Regions from separate parts of the Anas platyrhynchos genome. Here region 1 is linked to region 2. A link is a contact called in public Hi-C data. All regions are on one chromosome and are shown on one strand. The core of a region is the stretch at or near the end of the contact, and the rest is flanking DNA. Distances in the headings are between cores, read along the strand shown.

Region 1 (5,749 bases), core at 1,568-4,067, 240 kb before region 2:
GAACAGAACACATTTCAGCAGTGACTGTAAGATAATCATTGCCCAGAATGCTACAACTACCATAATGAATTTAACTAAACTATCTTAGGTAGTACAAGTAAGAGCTAAGGAACACTTTTCCCCCCTCTTACTTTCTTCCTGTGTAAGATCATTTTCATAATACACAGTTGCAAAGACTAAAGACCTGCATAGGAATTACAGCAGGGAAATTGAACTGAAACAGTAAAACATATAAGGATGTTTGTACATTCTATGTACAAAAATACACAATTTCCCTAACTTAATTTCTTTATAGAAAACATATTTGTAAATTAAGTCAAAAGCCAGCATCCAAATAATAGCAAAATCAGCTCTGTAAAGCCATCATATGATCGACAGCTGTTCTTTGATGTAAAACAATAGGCAAGTATTAGCATGATTCTCCTCTAACAACACAGAAATCAAAATGCCTATTTCTAAGAATTTTGTTGGTACACAAGAAGGAGTTGTGTGCTTTTGGTTATCCAAAGCAACAGGGTATCTAACCTTGTTTTGTTTTATGTTGTTATTTGTTTAACAGTGTTTTGATATGCCCTTAGAGAGTGGTTTCTATGATCTCTTTACAGGAGCCTGCGAGCACGCTGTGAATACAAAAAGGCCATCTCTTCCCTTCCTCACTTGTTCCAAGGCTGATACTCAGAGGTACCTGGTGAGCTGGATCAGTGAATTGATCCAGGACAAAACTGTTCTGGAGAAAAAGACAAGGCTGGCTTTTGAGCCACATCAGCTTCCAGACCCAGCTTACAGCAAGGCTGTGGGAGGGCCACTGCCAGCACAACGGCAAAGCAGCAGTGCACCTTTTCACAATACCTCTCTGGAAAAACTCTCACAGGTCAGACCAAACACCGTTGTAACCCGAAGACTTGCATTCTTCAGTAGTTTCCTTCACCTACCTCTGCTACACGTAAACAAGCCCCAAATGCTCCGTGGCATTCCTCAGGCCCATACTCCACAATCGCTCCTTCGCAACCAGCCTGAATCTAATCCATCCAAACACCCGCACCCTAGCTACAAACAACAGCTCCCTGCTGACCCTTTCTAAATTCCTAAAAGCACTCCAAGTTTTCTGCATCCCCAATGGCAACAGGAGCTTTTCCCCCGTACGTGTCCCTGAGAAAGACACCCTCAGCTACAGCCTTCAGCCGTGGCACTGCTGTTAGAGCCAGGCCCACAGAAGCCTTGCTCAAGCTGCAGAGTCCGTCGGTGCTCAGGAGAGGCCGTCACTGTCGAAGTACTGCTACATGTAAGGCACCAAACCTCTTCCTGCCATTCAGCTCTCTCTGCCTGTCATTCAGCGCCAGAAGGGATGAGTAGGAGGAAGCAACTCCTACCCTCCCCGCCACAAGAAGCTGCCTGCGTGAAGCGCACCTCTAAGCCAGGGGCTTTGCCCCTTCTCATTTAGCCCCCTTTTGTCTAGGCTAATGTGAGGGGAAAGAGAAGGGAGGAAGGGAAAGACAACAGCATTTTCCCGGAGCCCCGCGCTCGCCATCGGTCCCTGCCCACGCCGAGCGCAGCGGTTCCGGGGGCCGGTTTGATACACTGACACTAAACCAACCATTACTCAACCCCAACTCCTTTGTTTTGCATGCCCCTGGGTCCTCCGGCAGTAAAACCTAACAGCCACGGCCAGGGCCAAACTTTGATCCTGGAGACAAACAGGCGGCGAGACGCAGCGCCTTAACAGAGGATCGCTCCCACAGGCTGAAGAAAAAAAAGATATATATACCTTTTTTTTTGTTTTGTTTTGTTTGGGTCAGAAAACCGAAGATTTGCGAGAGGCAGGCAGCAAACAAAGGGCAGGGCGCTGCGCAGGCTGCCGAGCACGCCCCGGGACGGCGCAGGCCCCTCTGGCAAGGGGCTCCCCCCCAACACACCTCCCCCCAAAACCCGGGCCCCGGCCCCACACGGACCCCCACACACACACACCCCCCTCAGAGCGCTCCTGCCTCACGGGGTGGGGGGGGGGGGCGATGGGGCCGCCCCCTGCCCTGCCCTGCCCTGCCCTCCCCTCACCCCCCAGCCCCCAGCTCTACCTTGGGGGCTCCCGGGGGGGCTCCGGCACGGGACGAGGCCGCCGGGGCCCGGCGGGGGCCGCCTCAGGGCGCTGAGGGCCGGGCCCGGCCCCTCCTCACTGAGCGCTGAGGGGGGGGGGGGGGGCGGGAAATGGCTGCGGCGCGCGGAGGTCACGCGGCGGGGGGGGGGGGGGGGAAGGGCGGGGCGCGTGCACGGCAAGGGGGGGGGGGGCGCCTCGGGAGCCCCTCAGCGCGGCCTCCTCCCCTCCCGGTGCGGGTCCCGGTGCCGGTGCTCACCCGCCGGCCGCGCGGCGTCACGGCAGCCCGCCCGCCATCTCCCGTCTGGGCGGAGGAGGAGGGGGAGGAGGCGGGAGCGAGGCACCATCGGCAGCGAGGGGAGGGGGGGTGAAGGGGGGGACCGCGGCCGCGCCCCGCGTCACATCCGCTCAGGGGCTGAGGGAGGAGGGCAGCGGGACGCCCGCCCCGCCCGCCGCCATCTTGGTTGTGGGTAGCCGGCCGCAAGGAAGATGGCGGGCGGCGGGGCGGAGCGGGGGGGGGGTGCGCTGCTGGCGCTGCCCGGCCCTGCCTGCTCCTCTCCCCTCCTGCCCTGCTCTGTGCCTTGTCCCCCGCCGAGCCCCGCTCGGCCGCCGGCTTTCCCCTCACGCCGCGGGGTTACCTGCCGGGCCGGGAGCGCGGCCATCCAGCGGCATCGGCACCCGGCGCAGCAGCGCTGCAGCCGCTGTGCGGCGGGCCCCGGGACTGCGCCTCAGGGCGCGCTGCCGCCGGGGGAGGGGGGAGCGGCACGCTGCCCGTGTGTTCTTAAAAAAACAGCATTCATGAGGCAGGACAGTACACAGAATCATAGAATCATTAACGTTGGAAAGACCTTCGAGACCATCTGGTCCAACCGTCACCCTGCCACCACTGTCACCCACTAGACCGTATCCCCAAGCACCACATCCAGCCTTTCCTTGAACACCCCCAAAAACTACACCACATACGTAAATAAATATGCATACATAAATATGAGCAGAAAGCAATGGATATGCAGTTTTTGCTGAGTTTTTAAATTCAGGGGACAATTACTTACAGGCAGACAAAACCAACCGATGGAGGAAAAGGGAATGGAAGATGCAAAGCAGACATAACCCAGTAATGGTGGTTTGCTCTTCTCCATGTAGAGAAAATAAAGCGCTGCTTACTTACACCTAACCTATATGTCTGTTTTATCAGTACAGTATATCATTTATTTTGGCTGCTAAGTACTTCATACATAGCTTTCTACGGAGGCAGCAACCGATGAATGGCCTGTGCCAGAACAAAAACACAGGGGATGTTTTCGTTAAGACCAGCTGCAATTAATTGATGAGCAGCCTGGTCTACACACAAGTTCCCTTCCTCCTTTTCCACTTTTTCCTCTACAAGGTAACTAACCTGTAACTCAAGTGCAGCCCATGTGCGACAGCTTTTGCTATACACAACAAAGAGACTGTTAATGTGGGAGTGCTTGACAATGAAATTGCAGGCTGCAGTCAGCTTGCTGGGGCTGGTGAGGCTTCCTGAATTCTTGTGGCTGCACACAGACACTTCTGAATGGCCCTGAAGACTTGTGTGACACTTGTGTCATTTCCCTTTGGTGAATTTGCATAGCAGCATACTAAGAGTTGGACTTGGTGATCCTTGCGGGGTCTTGCCATCTTGAGATATTCTATGATTCTCTCCCCTCGGTTTTCTGAGATGTGGGATAAATCTTATTGAGACAATTAGAAAGAGTGGTTACTTCTACTCTTCAGGTCTCCGTTGTATTTAAGACAGCATAATAAGGGTACAGAAGAAAAAATATATATTATAATATGATTTTTTTTTCAAATATATTTTAATTATTTCAACCGTATTTGCCTAATGACACATGGTGCACTTTTTTTCAAGCTTTGCTTACTGCCTTATTTTATCAGGAATTCGACATTTGGGCTGTAGGCTACACAATCCATAAGTGCAACAGCAGGACCCTTGCCTTGAAACACACCACACAAGTGTTTTTTGCAGGGTGTTGTTTATTAAACACAACCCAATGGCCTCAGGTCACCTCTGTTCTGCAAGCTTGTATATTTCTTCACGTACTTGACTCGCTGATTTTGAGTGGTAATTTCCTCACAACATTTCAGATGTTTATATGAAGTTTGATCAAATTTCCATGGTTTACAGACTCTATGGACACTTTTGACACTTTTGACATGTTTGTGGCACTGCCATCTGCAACAATTTGTTTCTGCCTTTTCTTTTAAAATCTATTTATATGTTAATTATCATAGCACATGGCAGTTCTGAGCATGATATAAGGTGCCACTTTATTTGAATATAGGAACAGTCCATAAAATTTACAATGAAGTATGAGGGTCAAGGCAACAAAAAAATAAAGGTAGACAGAGCCACAGGGTGGTACTGTGTCATCACTGGCCCAAGCAAAACTCTTGCTGGCTGTTATCACACATCCTCACTATTCAGTGAGTCAGCTGAGACTTGGACATCTCCTGAGCACTAACAGAAAGGATAAATATATGGGTAAGTCCACGGTTAATAGTTAGCAGTGAAATCTGAGCATCCGTCAGGGAATGCTGCTCTCAAGTGTTATGAAATGATAATGTAACCTCAAGTCCAAAGATTAGTTAAGAAGAGCAGAATGAGTCTTCATAAAATGGGAGCATAGACTTGCAAGTCTTGAGTGTTGGTCTGTTCCTTTACTTGCAGCCGTTACTGCACAATAGCGAATCACACCTAAATCAGCTTTCCTCTGATTAAAACTTTACTCAGTTTTACAGCCCCCTTGTGTAAATTTTGTTAAGCCAGGAGTGGGACAGGCTCGAGAGTGCTGTATAAAGGGGATGGTTCAGTAGATGGCACTCTGCCTCTGAGTCAAGATGAGCAAATTCCTCAGCTTTAATTCAGATTTAATGCAGGGAGAGCAACTTCCTTTATACACTACAGAAATTATAATGAATTCAAACAAAGCGCTGCCTAATGAAGAGACCCCTGGCAGTTTTTCACAAAACTTGATCTCTCGAGTCCTGGCATCAGGTTCCCTCCCTGTTTAAATTATTATAGTCACTTTCTGTTTAATCTGAATTTCTTCTGAAATCTTAACAGTGAATATCTATGTATGCACATATATATATATTATTTATTTCTTTTTAAGAGCTTAGTAGTAATGTAATTTACACATCAGAATCTGGGTTTAGAACTGTTTTGCTTGCTCGGCTATTTTTTCCTAATTCATTATTTTCTTTTGCTATTTTGTCAATGGTAAATCCAGTTCACGAACTTAATACCTGTGGTTTGTTGGTAGGTTTTGTTTTGTGTTATTTTGGAGCCACAACATTTCACATATCCATTTTTTCCTAGCAGTTGCACTGAGTTAGTACAAGTGAGGAGACCTTAACCTCAAGTACAGAGACAATAAAGACCTGCTAGGCACTAGGGGAGCCATGACCTTTTAAATCAAAATCAAGCCAAGATCTTACAGCTTTTCTGAATTGTACAGTGTTTTCCACAATCCCAGACAGAAGGGAGAAAGAAGAGTGAAAGAAACATGTACAAGACAAAGATTGCAATAAAAAATTATCTGGGCTAAATTCATAAAATTCAAAATTAGTTAGCTGAAATTTTAAAGTTTTGTATTCTTGAGTATTGTAAGTATATTC
Region 2 (6,022 bases), core at 3,402-5,901:
TGAGAGTCTGTGTCGGTGTGTCACAAAGCCATAAATCGCTTTAAGAACAATTTAGCATCACGGAATCTAGGGTACTTAGAGAAAAATGGGAAGAAACTGCAGGAAGGCAACCGAGCCCTGGTTCTGCTTTATTTCACTTCTGTGCATTTATAAACATTTACAGGCACACCATCTACACAAGCTCTGTAAAGTCTGCAGAAAAGGTTCAGATGTAGAACCTCATCTGAACAAAGCTCCCTGTTACACCAGTGACTGTACTGGCTCTCCGACGATTGTCATTTTGTGAGCCAAGATGCTCCCCAAGCATACCACACTGTAGGTTTTTAAGCCCACTGCGCTGACGCTTGTGAGAAATGAGTGATACCAAATTCCAGAAACAATGAGAACAACCTGAATCCATTTTATTATCTGTTATTTGATGAATGCTGTTTTAGTCAGTCATCACTGTTACAGAGAATTATCTCAGTAGCCCTACACAGAAGTGGCAGTACAAAGTAACATCACAAGGGCCACCGACCCATGAAACCTGAGCATAAGATGTTGAAGAACAGGGGATGCTCTAGTATAACACAATATAAAGGCTACCAGGAGATAACTGCATGACAAGTACATCAGTCAAGTTGCTTAGCTTGAGAACCATCTTAGAAACAAGCAACTACAGCCTAGAAAACCCAGATCCTCCTCAGTCACCAAGTACACGATCTCTTATCTTCCATTAGCCCCTCTGAGATTGTACACAGAAGTCAGAATGCTTGATATTGTACTTCTGACAAATTACCAATCTTCAAAAAAAAAGTAATCTTGCAAGGCAGTCAAGGAGGAGGAACACACCTGAAAACAGTAAACAAATGATCCCTGTGCCCATGCACTAGAAGCAGTCAATGCAAGTTGCTTCAAAAGACAGTGCAAGGTACTTCAGAGTAAGACAAATTTCCAATGAAGTTTCTCTCTCATTCCTCAAGGTGCATCCAATTTCCCCCCAAAGTACAAGATTAAAGCTGTGGTCTCCCTTCTTGTAGAGGTCAGAGTGCTGTACAGTACAGGTCATCCCAGAAACCTGCGTGCATTAATTATCCCAGCTTGGACACTTGTACGCTACTTGTTTTGCTAGTCAGCCGAACACTCACCCCTAACTTACCCTGCACTTTAAAATTGATGCAATTTCTAAAAGCGTCAGATTACGAGTCACATGAAACATTTCTGTCAACTTGGCAAAAAATCTGCCTCAACCTAAAAGTCTCTGTGAAGAATTCACCTCAATTTAGAGCACCTTCCTCTCCTGAAGGGCTGACCCAGATTACTGATTCATGTCAGTTTTTCCTTTTATATTTGTTCCTTTTTTTTTTTTTTAAAAAAAGGACACTGTTCAGCTAGCCCTGGATGCATTTGTGTAACACTAAATGACCAGTTAAGGATCTGTACAATAAGCAAATCAGCTTAATTACAGTTGCCTACAAAACAAATGAAAAAAAATGAATTGCTTAACCAAAGAAACTAAGTAATCTATACTCATTTATGGCTCCGTTTAAAAAAAATAAAAACAGGATATGAATATCAAGTCATTATAATGTGGAAAAAGTATCCTTTAATAGTAATGTATTTCAACTTTCAGAACACAGCACTGCAGATAGGCTTCTCTACTGTATTTTGGTATTTTGGCATCTCTCTGACTCTTTAAACATTCTTGAACTGTTTAGAAATTATGCTGGATTTCAGAGACCTGTAATTGAACTGCAAGAACTCAACACAGCTGAGAAAAAAATATTGTCTTCATGGAAAAAAACAGCTCCTGAGACAGCTGGCCAACCCCATATACATTGGGTTCTGCAAGAAATCGGACTGATTTTTCCCTTTTTCACCTTACTCCTTCTAAGTGGTGGGAAAAGTATGAAATGTTCCAACAGTTACTAAGGCTGATTCCACACTTGCTTCTCATGAGGCTTTTTTTTTTTTTTTTTTTTAAATCAAACAGACTTTAAATCATGCACGACAAAGTGCTAGAATAGGCTATTTCTTAATATTTGGTGCTTGAATGGTTCCATTATACTTAGCTAGGACCTACTCACTGTTCATATGTATTTCTAATTATGTCTCAGCATTTAAGCACCATCACTTGACAGAAGCCAGCTGAAGAAGATTATTAGCAGGCTAATCCAAATTTAGACAGGATGATGAGTATTTACATCTGAGATTAGATTTTCTTTTATTTAATACTTCCCAAAGTTCTCTTTGGAGCAGTGAAAGGTATGAAGTGAGCCATCAGAGATCACCAGGAGTTCAGACTACATTATGCAAAGCACAAAGAAGACATTAGGGAAGGGAAGGCTTGATAATGGGCAGATAAAGTTGTACTGCATCTACTGCCTCTCTCCCCCTCCCCCAAATCCCAGTTCATTTGTACACACTTCAAGAGTTGAGAGATTTGTTGCTTTTATCTCATTCAAACACAGTAATACGCTCCATCACATCATTCCTTACTCTCATGACTTAATTGCCCCTAACACTGAGTCTAGGTAAGACTCAGTACCTTGAATGAAACCAATTAACCATTACGTAAATTGGAAGTCATTTTACTGTTAAAATATTACTTATGTTCAGCCATGCTGTACTACTGTAATGTACTACAGTTTTTTAAATAGTGGAGTGTGCAGATAATTCTTTACCTTATCACTAGCATCTTTAATCACTGAAAGCACATAGCAAGATAGAGAACGAGAGGGGATACTGGGAAGGAGTTTATATTTGCCATCTACAAATGCTTCCTTTCCACCCCAGTGGAAGGAAGACAACTGAAACAGAAAACAAACTGTGGAATAAATACACCCTTCGTGACCATGTCAATTTTGTTCCCTACACTGCTCCCCGTTTGCATTTTTCAGCTTACACAGCTTCTACTCTTCAATGCTTTTCTGTTCCTAACCTGGGAGCCATAATTTTTTTTTTTTTTTCAGAAATTTTCAGCCAGTAGAACAACTAGTTCTTAAAAATATATATTGGATGCAGAAACGTGAAAACCCACAGACCCTTCCAGACTTAAGTTCCAGCCTCACAGCCAACACCACAACATAGCTTTTAGGCAGCAGCTCTCACAGCACAGAACAGATCGTGAGCAGACAAACTTCTATGTCCTGCTCTTTGCAGCACAGTTTGCTCAAAACCCATCGAAATAAGAAATGTTATATTACATAAGCGTGCAGTTATGTAGTGCTAGACGCCAGACGCCTACTGCCAGAATTAGAAGGGGCCCACTTCAAGTCAAATCTCCCATTACAAGAAAAGCCTTTGTGAACTATGGAGACCCCGCCTATTGCACAGACCAGTCCGAAAATTAATGAACAAGAGGCACACGAACATCACAGATAATTCAGCTCTGTGAGCCTCACTAGGATACACCTTCGAATGAGACTCTCAGGTTGTACCTGTCCTACAGTTAAGAGGTACTGAAGCTCCTAAAATTTTTAAGTCTCTCTTACCAGTCACGTGGAGAGTATGGGCTCTATAATGAAGCTCTGTGCCCTTCCTATTTCTGTCTGTGAGCACAGCTCCTCTGAAATTTTGGGAACACCACCTCTAAGGCCAGATCTCTAAGAACTGCAGGGTCTGACATGCCCATGGCTGCGGAGCCATCCAGCTCAGGGACCTGGAAGCAGCAGCCCTCGAAGCAAAGCATTTGCTGTTTCAGATAGATGACATGCGCATGCATGTCCATGCTGCTGAGTCTTGTGTGGACAGGGCAGACAGTCCAGATATTTATTTTATTATTTTTTTTCCTCTTCCACAGGAGAGGAGACAGCTACAGCCAAAACTTTTTAAACGCTCACTTGCCAAAGTGTTGCATGCACGTAAAGGCAATCCATAAAATAAGTTTAGAGTTGCAGGTCAAATCAAATCCCTGTCGGTAAGTTTTTAGGTGGCACAGAGACCCTAACGTAGCGCTGCAACTTTAGCTTTATGAAGTCTTCACCGGCCTGGTGAGCGTGGGTCTTAATTCTAAGTGTACAACACGCATCTGTTAATAACAATTAAGAAGAAAGGTATTCAGGAGAAACTTTCTGGCTGCTGTTTGTAAGCACGGGCCATCCCTGTGTCCCTCCATCCCTGTATCCCCGCGGCCCCCTCTCACCGGCGTTGTAGAAGCGGTCGAGCACGGCGGTCTCGCCGAAGTCCAGCTTGCCGAAGTGCAGCGTCTCCAGCGTGGCGCCCACCGCCTCGCACGCCTCCCGCAGGCTCTGCAGGGCGCCGCTCTCGGCCGCCAGCAGCGGCCCCTGGCTGGCCTCGTTGATCACGTAGGTGACCGCCGTCCGACGCCCGCCGCCCTTGGCTCTCGCCGCGATGCCACCGCCGCCGCCGCCGGCCCCGTCGTCGCCCCAGGGCTCGGGCTGGAGGCTGCGGGCGCCGCCGTCGGTCCCCTGCCCCCGCCGGCCGAGCCCCTCCTCGCCGCCGCCGCCGCCGCCGGGGGGGGGCCCGGGCAGCGAGAAGCTGACGGTCCCCTCGCCGCCGTCGCTCATCCCTGCGGAGCCGCCACCGCCGCTGCCCGGGGCTCGGGGCTCCCCCGCGGGGCTAGCGGGGGCTGCCGGAGCCCAGGGGGCGAGCGCCGGCGCCCGCCTCCGGCACCATCGCTTCCCCCGGGCACCCGCGGGGCCACGCGGCGAGCCGGCCCCCGGCAGGCAGCAACAACAGCAACAGCAGCAGCAACAGCAGCAGCAGCAGCAGCCGCCCTCCCCTCCGCCTTCCTCCTCGCCGCCCCGCAGAGCTCCCCGGCTCGCTGCTTCTGCCCCCGGACCCACTCGCGGCAGGGCTCTCCCCGGCGGCAGCCGCACGGCGACGGGCGGCCAGCGGGGGCGGCCCCAGCGCCGCGCTCCGCCCTCCGGGGCCGGCCCAGAGCCGCCCGCTGCTGCCCGGGGGCGGCCCCTCGGGGCTGGGGCTCGGCGCTTCACGGCTGGGGTTGGTGGTGGGGTGGCCGTCGAGGGAGAGAGGGCCTGTGAGGGGGGCGTGTGGAGTGAGGTGTAGTGAGAGCTCTGCGCTGCTCCTGGACCAAAACAGAAGAATGAAATCGCTTGCTTTGCTCATTTGTTTATTGGATCAGGGATTCTATTAAGTAGGTACAGGAGAAATGTAAAAGCTTTTGGATCACCCAGGTTGGACATGGTATTCAAGATGATCACGTCCATCAGCATGGCCTACTGAGTGCCACCCCCAAACCACAGCCCCTAGTCCCACAGCTTTTAAATACCTCCAGGGATGGCGACTCCCCCACCTCCCTGGGCAGCCCATTCCAACACCGAACCACCCCTTCCATGAAGAAATAATTCCTGATCCCTAATCTAACCCCCCCCTGGTGCAACCTGAGGCTGTTTTCTCGTGTCATATCACTTGTTGCTTGAGACGAGACACTGACACCCTCCTCACTGCAACCAACCAACACCACCCTTGCTGCACCATGCAGCAAAACAGCCCTCTATGTATTCCGAATTATGTTAATATGGCATATCAATAGGTCCATCCTATTACAATTGATTTTGCGGAGGCAGATCAACTTGCTGGCACTAAGCCTGTTCCTATACCACTGTTTTCCATGACTGCTGTAGGAAGAGGATAAATTCTGGAATAATCAAGAAAAATTAGTCACTGTGGTACCTTCAGTAGCCCTGCTTGTATTTGCGTTGATCAGTCCCCATTTTCAATGAGATATGCCTGGCATTTGCTTCTGCTGATAAGGAATGGGTAAATGGGGTGGGAAGATGACGAGCAAACGAAAGACTAATTTACAGGGGAAAGTTAATATTTGCTAATCTGCAATATACAGTAGGTTATTGTTTCTTGCTACAGTCAGAATGGCAATCAGTGTTTTCCTAAATAAAGCAGTTTTCCACAAAACACAGAATCAGTGTTAATCCATTCAGCGCTGCAGTTACATCACCTTACAGGAAGCAAGAACAATATGTCTCTGTTGTTCTCTAGAACAACCCATGTTTGTCAAGTGCAGAAGGAAGTCCCGGGCTGAAAGAAGACGGAAGAAGCA

Evidence for each region. Hi-C and Micro-C count contacts between places; a contact is called where the count stands out from the background.
Region 1: a Hi-C map of subcutaneous adipose tissue shows a contact between it and region 2, with 2.7 times the contacts expected there. The contact joins the promoter of BCLAF1 here to the promoter of MAP3K5 in region 2. A contact is called at or near these places in 2 of 8 Hi-C or Micro-C datasets (liver and subcutaneous adipose tissue).

What each region holds. Positions count from the first base shown.
Region 1 is chr3:60,786,354-60,792,102 of IASCAAS_PekinDuck_T2T, reverse strand. It overlaps BCLAF1 (BCL2 associated transcription factor 1), which reads right to left and starts at 2,817. Exons shown (of 13, transcript XM_027454478.2): 1 at 2,728-2,817.
Region 2 is chr3:60,543,630-60,549,651 of IASCAAS_PekinDuck_T2T, reverse strand. It overlaps MAP3K5 (mitogen-activated protein kinase kinase kinase 5), which reads right to left and starts at 4,651. Exons shown (of 30, transcript XM_027454464.3): 1 at 4,124-4,651. The coding sequence starts at 4,508.